4 separate regions of the Mus musculus genome follow, and regions 1, 2 and 3 are each linked to region 4. A link is a contact called in public promoter capture Hi-C data. All regions are on one chromosome and are shown on one strand. The core of a region is the stretch at or near the end of the contact, and the rest is flanking DNA. Distances in the headings are between cores, read along the strand shown. Region 1 holds the start of Unc119 (unc-119 lipid binding chaperone). Region 2 holds the start of Sarm1 (sterile alpha and HEAT/Armadillo motif containing 1). Region 3 holds the start of Eral1 (Era (G-protein)-like 1 (E. coli)). Region 4 holds the start of Ywhae (tyrosine 3-monooxygenase/tryptophan 5-monooxygenase activation protein, epsilon polypeptide).

Region 1 (2,702 bases), core at 139-2,638, 2.6 Mb after region 4:
TCACTCTCGCCCGTGGGCTCTCTACGGATGGCACTCCACGATGGGCTCCCTTCCCCTCCTAGTCCACTGGCTTGCTCCTCCATGCCTACAAGCCTCAGAAGGTACCCTTCCTGATCTCCATATCTGGCTCGAACTTGAAAGCCTTTGTGTGCCTACCTCTGGACAGGGGTACTTTGTCCTTGCAGCCTGTCAGCACAGCATACAAACGCACTGAGAGGTGAATTTAGGGGAGTACTTGAGTTGAATTGTAGCCCTGTCCTCTCCACTTCTGAGACCACCTCCCTCCTTCCTCAGCTTCTTGACTGGCGTCACCCACTGGGGACAGCCTGGTCTAGGAGGCAGTGGCTTAGGATCTTCTACCTTGTGGCTAAGGTTCCCCTCTACCCTTTCAGAGAGGTAGTGTGGAACAGGAGAAAACATTTCTGACTTGGAACCCAACAGGCCTGAATCAGACTCCGGCTTCTGCACTTAACAGACTAGAGAGCATCAGCTAAGCCGCTCCTCGCTCCTCACCTGAGCCTCAGGTTTCCATTGGTGGGAAAGCACTGATGATGTCACCCTCAGAAAGGGGCTGGATTAAATGTGATAAGCCTGTAAAAGTGTTCTGTATATTGGGCTCTTTAAAAACATACATTAGACTGTTATTAAACGTTGGTTGAATATGAGTTGATATGGATGACCATAACTCGTTCTTGTGTGAGAAGCAGACTGACCTGTTCTAGCTCACCATGTGTTCTTCCTGCCTCCCGTCCTGAGCATCCTGGGGACGGCTCGACACCTGGGCTGTGCTGCCTGCATGTTGTAGGGTGCCTGCGGATTGTAGGGTGCCTGAAGCAGCTTTTAGCAGGAGTTCTAGTGGGGAGTAGCTTGAGCCAGTGACAGCCCTGGGATAGCAACTCAATTCAACAAAGGAAAATACTGGGTGGGTACTGGCTGCAAGGAGCTGTGTGGTAGTGCTAGGGTGTTACGAGGAACAGTGTATAGAGCATCTCTGCTTTCATAGAGCTGACCTTTGAGGAGGAAGGGTCAGGGAACAAGCAAGAATTTCACTTAATGTATTACAAAAAAAAAAGGGCTGGTTAGCTGGAAATTGAGAAGAAGTACTTTAGAACTGGGTGGGTTGAGACCTGGGCTGAAGTCAGGACAAAGGTATCAGGGAAAGACCTTGAGGTTGGAACCCAGGAGAGAAAGAGGAGAGGTATTCGGTAACTACATTGTCAAAAAGAATCTACATTGTCAAAAAGTTCACAAGGACCCCCAGGATTCTGGCTCCCCCGCTGGAGACGCCAGGCGGTGGGCGGGGTATGTGTGACCCGCCTCCCGTGGGCGTGACCAAGGCGGGACGGCACCTGGGGCCCGGCCGGGGGTGGGGCGGCGGACGCTCCCCCTTCCCCTGGCTCCAGCCGGCGCAAGCAGCGGCGGCGGTGGCAGCGGGCGAGGATCTGCGGCCCCGCGAGGCCATGAAGGTGAAGAAAGGCGGCGGCGGGACCGGGTCGGGGGCGGAGCCCGTTCCAGGGGCCTCGAACCGGAGCGCGGAGCCCACGCGGGAGCCTGGGGCGGAAGCTGAGTCCGGGTCCGAGTCGGAGCCGGAGCCAGGCCCGGGGCCCAGGCTGGGGCCGCTGCAGGGCAAGCAGCCCATCGGGCCGGAGGATGTGCTGGGGCTGCAGCGGATCACGGGTGGTGAGCACCGGCGAGGGAGCGCCACCCGCGGGCTGGAGGGAGAGCGCGGGAGGGGGCCCACGAGGCTCAGAGTCCAGCCCCCACCCCTCCCCCACGCAGTGCCCCTCCTCTGTATCCCCTTACTCTCTCTCTCTTTGCCTCCAAGCCTGAAATCTCTGTGCTCTTTCCCTTGGTCTCTTGATGCGCCCCCTCCTCTCCTTGAAGTGGCTTCTTTTCACCCCACTCCTTCTTTTTCAAGGGGCCCACCCCTTTTCCCATGGTGGAGGTGGGGCAGCAGCTGCATCTGTAACCCTTTCCCCAGTGGAGTCTTCGGAACCCTTTGAGGGTGCTCGCACAGAGGAGTGTGCCTCATTGCAGGCTGTCTTCAGTGGCCACATCAGGCTAGGTGGAGGCAAGGAAAACCTTCAGGCTCCCTGACCGACCGTTATAGCCCTCACTCTGCTTCCCCGAGGAAGGCTGAGGCCATACTCTGCCCAGGAACATTGCTGATACGGGTGCTTCCGTCTGTTGGCTGTGGGCCCTGTGATGGAAGCAAGTGCGTGACCCCCCTCCCCCCAAGTCAGGACTTGTTCTTTTTCCAGGGCTCTCTCATCAAGGGAAGGCTAGTCTCCACTGAAACTGAGTTTCTGAGCTGTGCTACCTGGATTAGAGTCCCAGAGTTTGCCCGGAAATTGGCTGTGTGACCTTGGGGATGTAATTTCATTTGCAGGAGCATGTTTGCTTTTTTTTTTTTTTTTTTTTTTTTTTCCCATCTGTAAAATGGGAACAAGAACAATGTTACCTCCCTCAAGGTTATTGTGAAAAATAAAGCCAGTCTTCTGATTTTGGACAATGTTTGGCATGCTGTGCACGCTGTCAACAGGGTTCCTTTATCAACAGTGTTGGAAGCTACATAGGACTGTTCAGAGTGGCTGCCTGCAGGCAGATAAGTGATCGTTCAGGGCCAAGGCAGGCACCGCTACAGACAGTGCACAAGGACTAGAGAGTCTTCTGGCAAAAGGTTGGCTGAGCCTTGAGGAATG
Region 2 (2,737 bases), core at 162-2,661, 2.8 Mb after region 4:
ACTCATGGCCTATCCCAGTCAGGACAGCGGATATTAGATGAGAGGGGTTAAGCAAGCAGAAACCTACCTTGGGTCTCCCAACCCAAATCATTCTGTTTGTGCATTTTTTGGACAGTTGTGTAATTTCCACATATCAAAGGTGATCAAAAATGCCAGAGAAAACACGTCGTGACACTTGTGAGGGCTGCGTGCTGAAAGCGACTCTTCTAAAAATTCTGAGCTGAGAGCCTGAGATTTTGGTGAAAATTAGTGTGACAGCCTGTTTTGCTCTGGCACCAGAAGACCGGGAAAGTGGGCCCTTCAAAGGCTTCATAATAGTTCAAAAGGAGGTCTCAGGAGGTAGGCAAAGGAGAAGCAGTCAAGCAGTTTCCCATAGGAAGGAAAGATACCTCAGTTTTCTCTGCCCCTACTATTTCGTCCTAGCAAAAACAAAAACAAAACAAAACAAAACAAAAACCAAAAAACTTTCTGTTCCTGATCAGACGCTGCAGAATAAGGTCATGGCTGCCCTGGTGAGAAGGTAACACAGAAAGACACCCAGATGCACGGGAGAATTATGGGCTTAGGGCAAAATCAGCAATGGGATACCGTCTCCAACCACCTTCACTGCCCTGGCAACCCCACACCTCACCCCACTCTCCCTCACCGGTTCTCAGCCACCAGGATCTGCTCCAGCAAGCGCGCGGCCTGCACACGGGTCTCTAGCTCCGGTGCCTGAAGCAGCCGCAACAGCAAGTCGAGGCCACCGTCCAGACGTATAGCATCGCATAGACCTTGGGCCACCTCGCGGCCCACGGCCGGCAGCAGCCAGGCTTCCTCTACCAGCTGGAAGACCTCGGCGAGACCCGCGCCCACAGCCCGCGCCGCGCTTGCCTGTTTCAGCTCGGACAGCGCCTGCTGCAGCTCAGGCAGCGAACGCTCCAGGGCGCCTTGCACCTCAGTGCCCACTCCGGGCGACACTTCGCGAGACCCGCGACCGCCCGCAGCCCACCATGGGCTGGCGCCACCACTCCGATCCGGTCCGGGCACTGTCAGCCGATCGGCGCCCGGCCGTGGGCCTGACATGGTGAAGAAGCGGCACAGTTTGTAGGCGGAGAAGAGCAGCGTCAGGACCATGGGCGCTGGGCAGCAGGGGACATGCCAGGCCTAGAGGGGCGGGGCCTGGCAGAGAGACCCCGGCCTTGGGAGGAGAAAGAAAAAAAAAAAAAAAAAAAAAAGCAAACAGGATCCGGTAAAGGTGCTGGGCTACAAGTGTAGAAGCAGAAGGAGGAGGGCAGCTCCGGGACTCAGCGACTTAGGAAGGGCATGAAGGGAGAGAGAAGCATGGACCAGACGCGGGAGGGTAGAGACGCCGGTGCCCGGAACAAAGCGCTGCTCCAATCTAAGCACAGCGGAGCTAAGATGCTCAACAGCAACCACGCCTCTGAGCAGCAGAGTCAAGGATTTGACGCCCCGCCTCTAGGTTTCACGGGCTCCGCCCCCGACGCAGGCGCAAGCCCTACCCCAGGTCTCCAGCCACGCCCACACCTGGCTCCGCCTCCTCTCCCCAGTCTCCCCTTGGTGGTGTGCAAGATGCTGTAGAAAGGGCTGTAAAGAGCTGTCTTCCATTTCCTACCGCTCGCTCGGCTCCCCAAAATGTGGAAGCAAGCTGGCTACATGTATCCACGTCCCCTCCGGATGGTTAAAGAATCGCAGTTGAGATTCTTAAAGCCCTTTAATGCCGGTTTCCACTTAGGCTTCACGCGTCTGTAGGGAGTAAAATTTAGTGTTTCATTTTGCCGCTGAGACTACTGCGGTCCATAGAGAAGAGACACCAAAGGCACGCTCGCCTGTGATTACAGAACAGAAAACGGAGGGGCTTCAGAAGTGTGCCAGTGCTTGGAATTTGGCCCAAAACCTGGCACTCTACCCCAGTGAGCACTTTCTTTATAGAGAAATCCCACTTAGTATGTGAGTCTAGAAAGTATGCCCAATGAGTCCATTTTTTTTTTAAAATAAATGAGGTCATTGAAGGTGTGGCCAGGGTGGTCCCCCGAGGATCAATGGATTAGTGAAAGCCTCAGGAATGGGCTCTGGGACTGGAAAGATGGCTCAGCCTTTAAGAGTACTTGTTCTTACAGAGGACCTGGGTTTGATTCTCAGCATCCACACGGCAGCTCATAACTGTTCAAAACTCCAGTTCCAGGGTATTCAAAGCCCTCTTCTGACCTCCATAGACACAAGACATGCATGTGGTGCACAGATGCACATGTGAGCAGACACTTATACACAAAACATAAAATAAATAAATCTAAAAAAAATAAAGAAAGAAGAATAGACTCTGACCCACTACTTCCTATGCTGTAACACCCAGCTTAGAGAGAACAAGGAGAGGCCAGAAATGAAGCTTTGTTCTTTTATGAGAAGAAAAGAAAACCTCCCCCAAAGTGCTTGCCAGCTCTCCCCCAACCCCCCTTCTTGCCCCAAAAATCCAGATTCGAAGCGGGGGGTAGGATGGGACAAGCACCTAGCCTGATCAAACAGTAAATCGATAACGGCTTATGGGAATGAGTTGGAAGCTACTCCAGGCACGAAACGTTTTGTCTGTTCTAGCTCACGGAATCTCTCAACACCTGATGAGGCAAGGCACCATGGTCCCACTTTATAAAAAGTAAGGCTCAGGGAGATTAACGGGACTGGCTCAGAGGGTGACAACACATGCTTTCTTTCCACCTCCCCAGCTAAGCTAAGCGTGTTA
Region 3 (2,714 bases), core at 145-2,644, 2.3 Mb after region 4:
CCCCACATGCAGGAGGCTGGGGATAGTGAGCTCCAGGTTATCCTGGTCTAGAGTGAAACTCTGTCTCAATGTCACCCTGAAAGAAGCATGGACTACAGTCTGGTAGGAGACTAGGCACTGTTACTTGCAATGCAGTATCATAAGGAGAGATTGAAACATTTTGCAGTACCTTCATAGCAGCATAGGGTACCACAGTCAGAGCTGAAATTTTTCTCCAGATCTTCCACCTCCACCTCCTCAGTGTAGGGACTACAGGCATGCACCATAAGGCCTGACTTAATTTAGGATTAAACCAAGTAGATAGGGCTCAAGATCCACGTATTGGGTCTATACTGCTTGATGAGGACTTGAGGACCTGGTAATGGCTTGGCAGAAGCCAACCCATTCTTAACTTTGAGAATAGTTTGGCATTTGAGCTTACTTGATCATTAGGTTACCTAAACTCTCTAAGTCTCTTGTTTTTTTTTTTTTTCATATGTAATATGGAATCACATTAACTATTTATGAATAACTTCTTTTTCAAAATGACAACTGTATGGGAGAAAAAAAAAACACAGGCTGGGCATTGAGGACTGAGGGAGACAACTTTGCCTTGACTAATGACTGACTGTAACCAACAGAGGGTCTAGGTTCTTCACATTCCTAAAACTCTTTATGTTGCTATATTTATTTATTTGTGTGTCAGTGGGAGCTTATGGTAGTTAGGGCAAAACTGTCTGGGTCTCAGTTTCCACCATATGAGTTCCAAGGACTGAACTCAGGTTGTCAAGCAACAAGAGCCTTCGTCTGTTTCACAGACCCTCACTTTCAAACTCTTTGACAGCCTTCTCCACTCGCCTCTCCTTGGGCTCAGGTTTATTTTTTATTAAATGAGAAGTTAAACTGCTATTTCTAGAGGCAGAGGGATTTTACTTACGATACATGATTTCCACTGCTAAAACCATCAGAGGCCGGTCATGGCCAACACCTGTAATCCCAACACTTAAGAGGCTGCAGCGGGAAGATCCGAATTCCAAGCTGGTTTGGGCTACACATCAAAACATGTCATAGAACCAAACACCTGTAACTAACATAGCTGGACCCTTTACCTCTGTGCACCGACACCGCGGGGACGCTCGGAACCAACGAACTGTCAGGCTGAGAAAATCCAAGGATACGGTCCAAGGCGGAGTCCTGACCATAACGACTAGAGGCCGAGGCCAGGAGGGGACCAGAGAAAGTGGAGCCCACGACACAGGACACGCACCTCGCCTGGTTACCTAGAAGACAGCCGGGCGGAGCAAGCCATTCCCTCCCTGCATGCGAACCCACCTGTCGGGCCCCTAACAAGGCCCGAACGAGCCCAGCGCAGTACCGCCTGGGGGCAGCCATTTTGCCGCAATGCACCCTGGTACCGATCAGAAGCGCGACGCGATTGGACCGAGAAGCCCACGGACCAACGAGTGGAAGAAAGCTAGATCGGCCCAAACAGAATCTCCATTCTACAACAAGGGATACCCTAGGAGGCGGAGGGAAAGACGGTATCCAAAGGCTAAGGAAAGGCAAAATTGTGCTGTGTTTCCTGCCTGAGTATAACAGTCGTCTTGGACTCCCAAACACATCATTTCTCCTCCTGCCAAAGTTGTGTAAAGAGCTTTTAAACCATGTCTTCCTAATGACATTCCTCGGGACACCATACCGCAGAAGCTCCTCTTAGCGGCTTAAGAGGAGAAACTCTCTTATTGCTAGGAGTGGGCGTGGGCATGGGAACGGGCTCTAAGCTTCATTTCACTAGATTTTTTTCTTTTTCTTTTTTAAGTGCTTTCTAGCCTCAACCCTGCAGGATCCTTTCTTATTTCCTCTTTTGCTGTGTTTTAGCTGGGCGTGGCAGTCTTAGGGTTACTATAGCTGTGATGAAACACCATAACCAAAAGCTACTTGGGGAAGAATGGGTTTTATTTGGCTTATATGTCTAGACTCACAATCCACTGAGGGGAGACAAGGAAGGAGCTCAAACCAAGCAGAAACCTGGAGACAGGAGTAGATGCAGAGACCGTGGAGGGGGATGCTGCTTACTGGCTTACTCCTCATGGTTTGTTCAGCCTGCTTTCTTATAGCATTTAGGAACACCAGCCCAGGTGTGGCACCACTCACAATGCCTCCCATATCAACAGTTAATTAAGAAAATGCCTACAGCCCAATCTTATGGAGGCAATTTCTCAATCGAGGTTCCGTCCTCTGAGATGACACCAGCTTGTGTCAAGTTATCATAAAACTAGTCAGCACAGGTTGCTTTGTGAAGTCTGCACCTTTTTGGTGTCTAGACCTCAGTTAAAGGGTGGTTCTGTGGTAAACATTCCTGTTGAGTAGCAGACTGTATTTACCTCTCTAAATATCAACTCCTATCTATTCTCTGAGATTAAAGCTTTTTTTTTTTTTCGAGATTAAATCTCGAGGCTCTGAGATTAAATCTTACTGAAGGAAAATGAGCAGAAGAAAAAAAAAAGCAGGTAGCTGTATGTGATGGAGCGTTCCTGTAACCCCAACATTTAGGAGGTGGAGGCCAAAGGATGAGGATATTGAGGGCCAGCCTGGGATGAATACTTGTCTTAAAAAACGGGTAAGGGGGGCTGGTGAGATGGCTCAGTGGGTAAGAGCACCCGACTGCTCTTCCGAAGGTCCAGAGTTCAAATCCCAGCAACCACATGGTGGCTCACAACCATCCGTAACGAGAT
Region 4 (2,742 bases), core at 30-2,529:
TTTCGAGGTAGGGTATTTTTAGTCCAGGATGGCCTGGAACTTGTGGCAATCCTTGTCTCTGCTTCCACAGTGCTGGAATTACAGGCGTGAACCACCGCTTCAGTAAGTACGGAATACTTTTCTTAAGTACAATTATGACGATGTCACCTTCCACTCAGAATCATCAAAACAGCTTGCCCAGATAGGACTATAACTCAGTGGCAAAACACACGGTGGAAGCTGTGGGGGTCAGTCTCCAGCGTTTGGACAAAACAATTCCTGTCCGTTCACAGACTAAGATGCAAACCTCTGGGCGTGTGACCTCAGGCCTTGATCCCAACCTTTTGATTTCACACTCATTTTGAGGCCCTTTTTCTGCATGGCTCAGCAGCAAGCTGATATTGAGTATAAGATGTTGAAAATCCATAAGGAAGCAGACTAGGCGTGGCCATTGCAAGTGAAGCAATCCCCATGGAGGATTATTTATTTCTAACTCATCAATGTCAATTTGCCCTTACACACCTCAGGTGCACCTTGCACTCCAAGTGAGGCAAGCCACTATGTCTCCTTTTTCCCTCGAGTGAGGGTTTCCCTTAACTAGCTGAGATTGACCACTTTTTCTTTTTTCTTTCTTTCCTTTTTTTTTTTTTTGAGATGGGGGTTTCACAATGTAGCCCTGGCTGACCTGGAATTTGCTTTGTAGATGGGACTTGATCCAAACTCGATCCTTGCGCCTCTACCTCACTAGTGTTGGAATTAAACACACTCACCTATGCTTGAAGCAAAACCAGAGATTTTAAACAAAAGTCCTATCTACGATAGGCCAAAGAGATAAAATATGGCTGGAGGGGAGAAGAAAATGCTTAAAGTATGGAAGCAAGGGAGATGATGATGCGTGAAAACTCGAGCTTTCCCTTCTTGTCCTTGTCAATTCTTTAAATTGGATGAGAAAAATGTGCTAGAATGCACAGGGCCGGTTGATCTTCAACGAGGAAGGCCTGCCGTAGCAAGAACCCATCAAGCCTGTCGCTCTGTCCCCCACAGGCCAGCCCGCGGTCGCCCCGCACGGGCTTCTGGCTAACTCCCCTCCCGCAGTCTAGGCCGACCTCGCCTCCAGCCGCTCCAGGGGCCGTTCTCCGTCGCAGTCGCAGTTCCCGCCTCGCCACAGGGCCGCCCGCTGTGCCGACGGAGGAGGGGCGTCTGTCGCGCTGGTTCCAGCCTTTTCTGGCGCCGAACTCCGGGATCCGCCCCCCCCCCCCCCCGCGCCAGTTGCCAGGGAGCGGTTGCCATAGAGCTGAGCAGTTGTCCGCGTGCGCAGGCGGAAGTCCCGGATTGAGGCGCCGCCATTTTTCCTGCTCGGACGCGGAGCGAGAAGCTGAGAGAGTCGGAGACGCTATCCGCTTCCATCCGTCGCGCAGACCCTGCCGGAGCCGCTGCCGCAATGGATGATCGGGAGGATCTGGTGTACCAGGCGAAGCTGGCAGAGCAGGCCGAGCGATACGACGGTGAGTCGGGGGGGTGTCGGGGGGCTGGAAGTCTCGGACCCTCCGCCGCCGCCCACAGAGGCCGGGAACCGGAGACAAAATGGCGGAGCCGTCTCGGAGCCCGGCTTGGGACGTGGGTCGGGAAGCAGGCCGAGGCCTGCGGGCTCCCGGCGCGGTGGGAGTCCCCGGGCCTAGGGATTTGACCCCTCCGGTGTCCTTAGCTTGCAGGCGCTCGCCCGCCAGCAGGCCGGGGCGGAGGGTGGAGGAGTTGGTTGTAAAATGGCGGCTGGAGGGGGAGGGCGAGTCCCCGGGCGGGGGAGGGGGGAGGAGATGGCGGGTGCCGGCTCCCGGCGTGCGATCCCCACGGGAGCCCTCGGGAACCGCGGCGGGGTGTGGAGGAGGACACTTGGGTGGGGCGATGTGAGGAACGGTACCGGTCGCTCGGGAGAGGGCGGCATCGAGGAGCTGTAGCGCTAGGCGCCTTTCGGGGAAATATGGCGGGTGGGGGCGGTGGCTTTTCCCCTGAGGCCCAGTGTGGGGCGGCGGCCGTGGAGCCTCACAAAGGAGAAGCCTCTGGAACGGACGGCTTCTCGGGGCCGGCGGTGGAGAGGAGTCTTCTGGTGAGGGTGGAGTGTTTGGAAATCACTGCAGAGCCTCCCTCCTTGGGTGGAGGCGAGCTGAGATGCTGCGATTGGATTTCTTCCTTTGGGCCGACACACCTTGGAGTTGAGAGTTTGGGGGGCTTTTTAGCCTCGCCTTCTTCCGGGGAGGTGCAGAACCTCACTCCTACCCCGTTTGTTCTTACCCAGGATATCCTAAAGTTGCTGCGGGTTTTTTTTTTCCCCCTTCTGTCCCCATCCTTCATAGGCACGGAGTTCTGATGGCTAGAATACAGGAGACCAGGCTTGCCAGGATTCCTTAGTACGAATTTCCCTTTGCAGAGTCAGTGCCTCAGTTTACCCGTTTGTAAAATTGACGACTGTACTATTCACACTCGTCATTATGAAGTATGGAAAGACCTGCTGAGAAATGGTTAATTCAAATAATGTTTAGTAGCACTTTGGGTTGACAACCCAAGTTCGGGTGGAATGCATGCTCTTCCTTGGCTTGGGGAGCTTTACCTATTTTGAGCACTCAGTTGAGGCTTGGGGAGTTTGAATTAGGAATGTAGAAGATTGTAGTTTTTCTGTTTTATGATTTCATTGTTACATGATTGGGGCTCAAACCCAGGATTGCATGCAAGCAAGACAAGTGCTCAAATACTGTGCTACACCACAGC

What was found. Promoter capture Hi-C pulls out the DNA fragments that hold promoters and counts their contacts.
Region 1: a contact with region 4 is called in a promoter capture Hi-C map of the 3T3-L1 cell line, with 4 times the contacts expected there. The contact joins the promoter of Unc119 here to the promoter of Ywhae in region 4. A contact is called at or near these places in 2 of 39 promoter capture datasets (the 3T3-L1 cell line and pre-B cells).
Region 2: a promoter capture Hi-C map of hippocampal neurons shows a contact between it and region 4, with 2.6 times the contacts expected there. The contact joins the promoter of Sarm1 here to the promoter of Ywhae in region 4.
Region 3: a contact with region 4 is called in a promoter capture Hi-C map of cranial neural crest. The contact joins the promoter of Eral1 here to the promoter of Ywhae in region 4.

What each region holds. Positions count from the first base shown.
Region 1 is chr11:78,342,107-78,344,808 of GRCm38.p6, forward strand. Unc119 (unc-119 lipid binding chaperone) reads left to right here and starts at 1,389. Exons shown (of 5, transcript NM_011676.3): 1 at 1,389-1,680. The coding sequence starts at 1,461. Pigs (phosphatidylinositol glycan anchor biosynthesis, class S) reads left to right here. Exons shown (of 12, transcript NM_201406.1): 12 at 1-670.
Region 2 is chr11:78,496,343-78,499,079 of GRCm38.p6, forward strand. Sarm1 (sterile alpha and HEAT/Armadillo motif containing 1) reads right to left here and starts at 1,412. Exons shown (of 9, transcript NM_172795.3): 1 at 647-1,412. The coding sequence starts at 1,116.
Region 3 is chr11:78,078,989-78,081,702 of GRCm38.p6, forward strand. Eral1 (Era (G-protein)-like 1 (E. coli)) reads right to left here and starts at 1,395. Exons shown (of 10, transcript NM_022313.2): 1 at 1,089-1,395. The coding sequence starts at 1,371.
Region 4 is chr11:75,731,608-75,734,349 of GRCm38.p6, forward strand. It overlaps Ywhae (tyrosine 3-monooxygenase/tryptophan 5-monooxygenase activation protein, epsilon polypeptide), which reads left to right and starts at 1,280. Exons shown (of 6, transcript NM_009536.4): 1 at 1,280-1,484. The coding sequence starts at 1,421.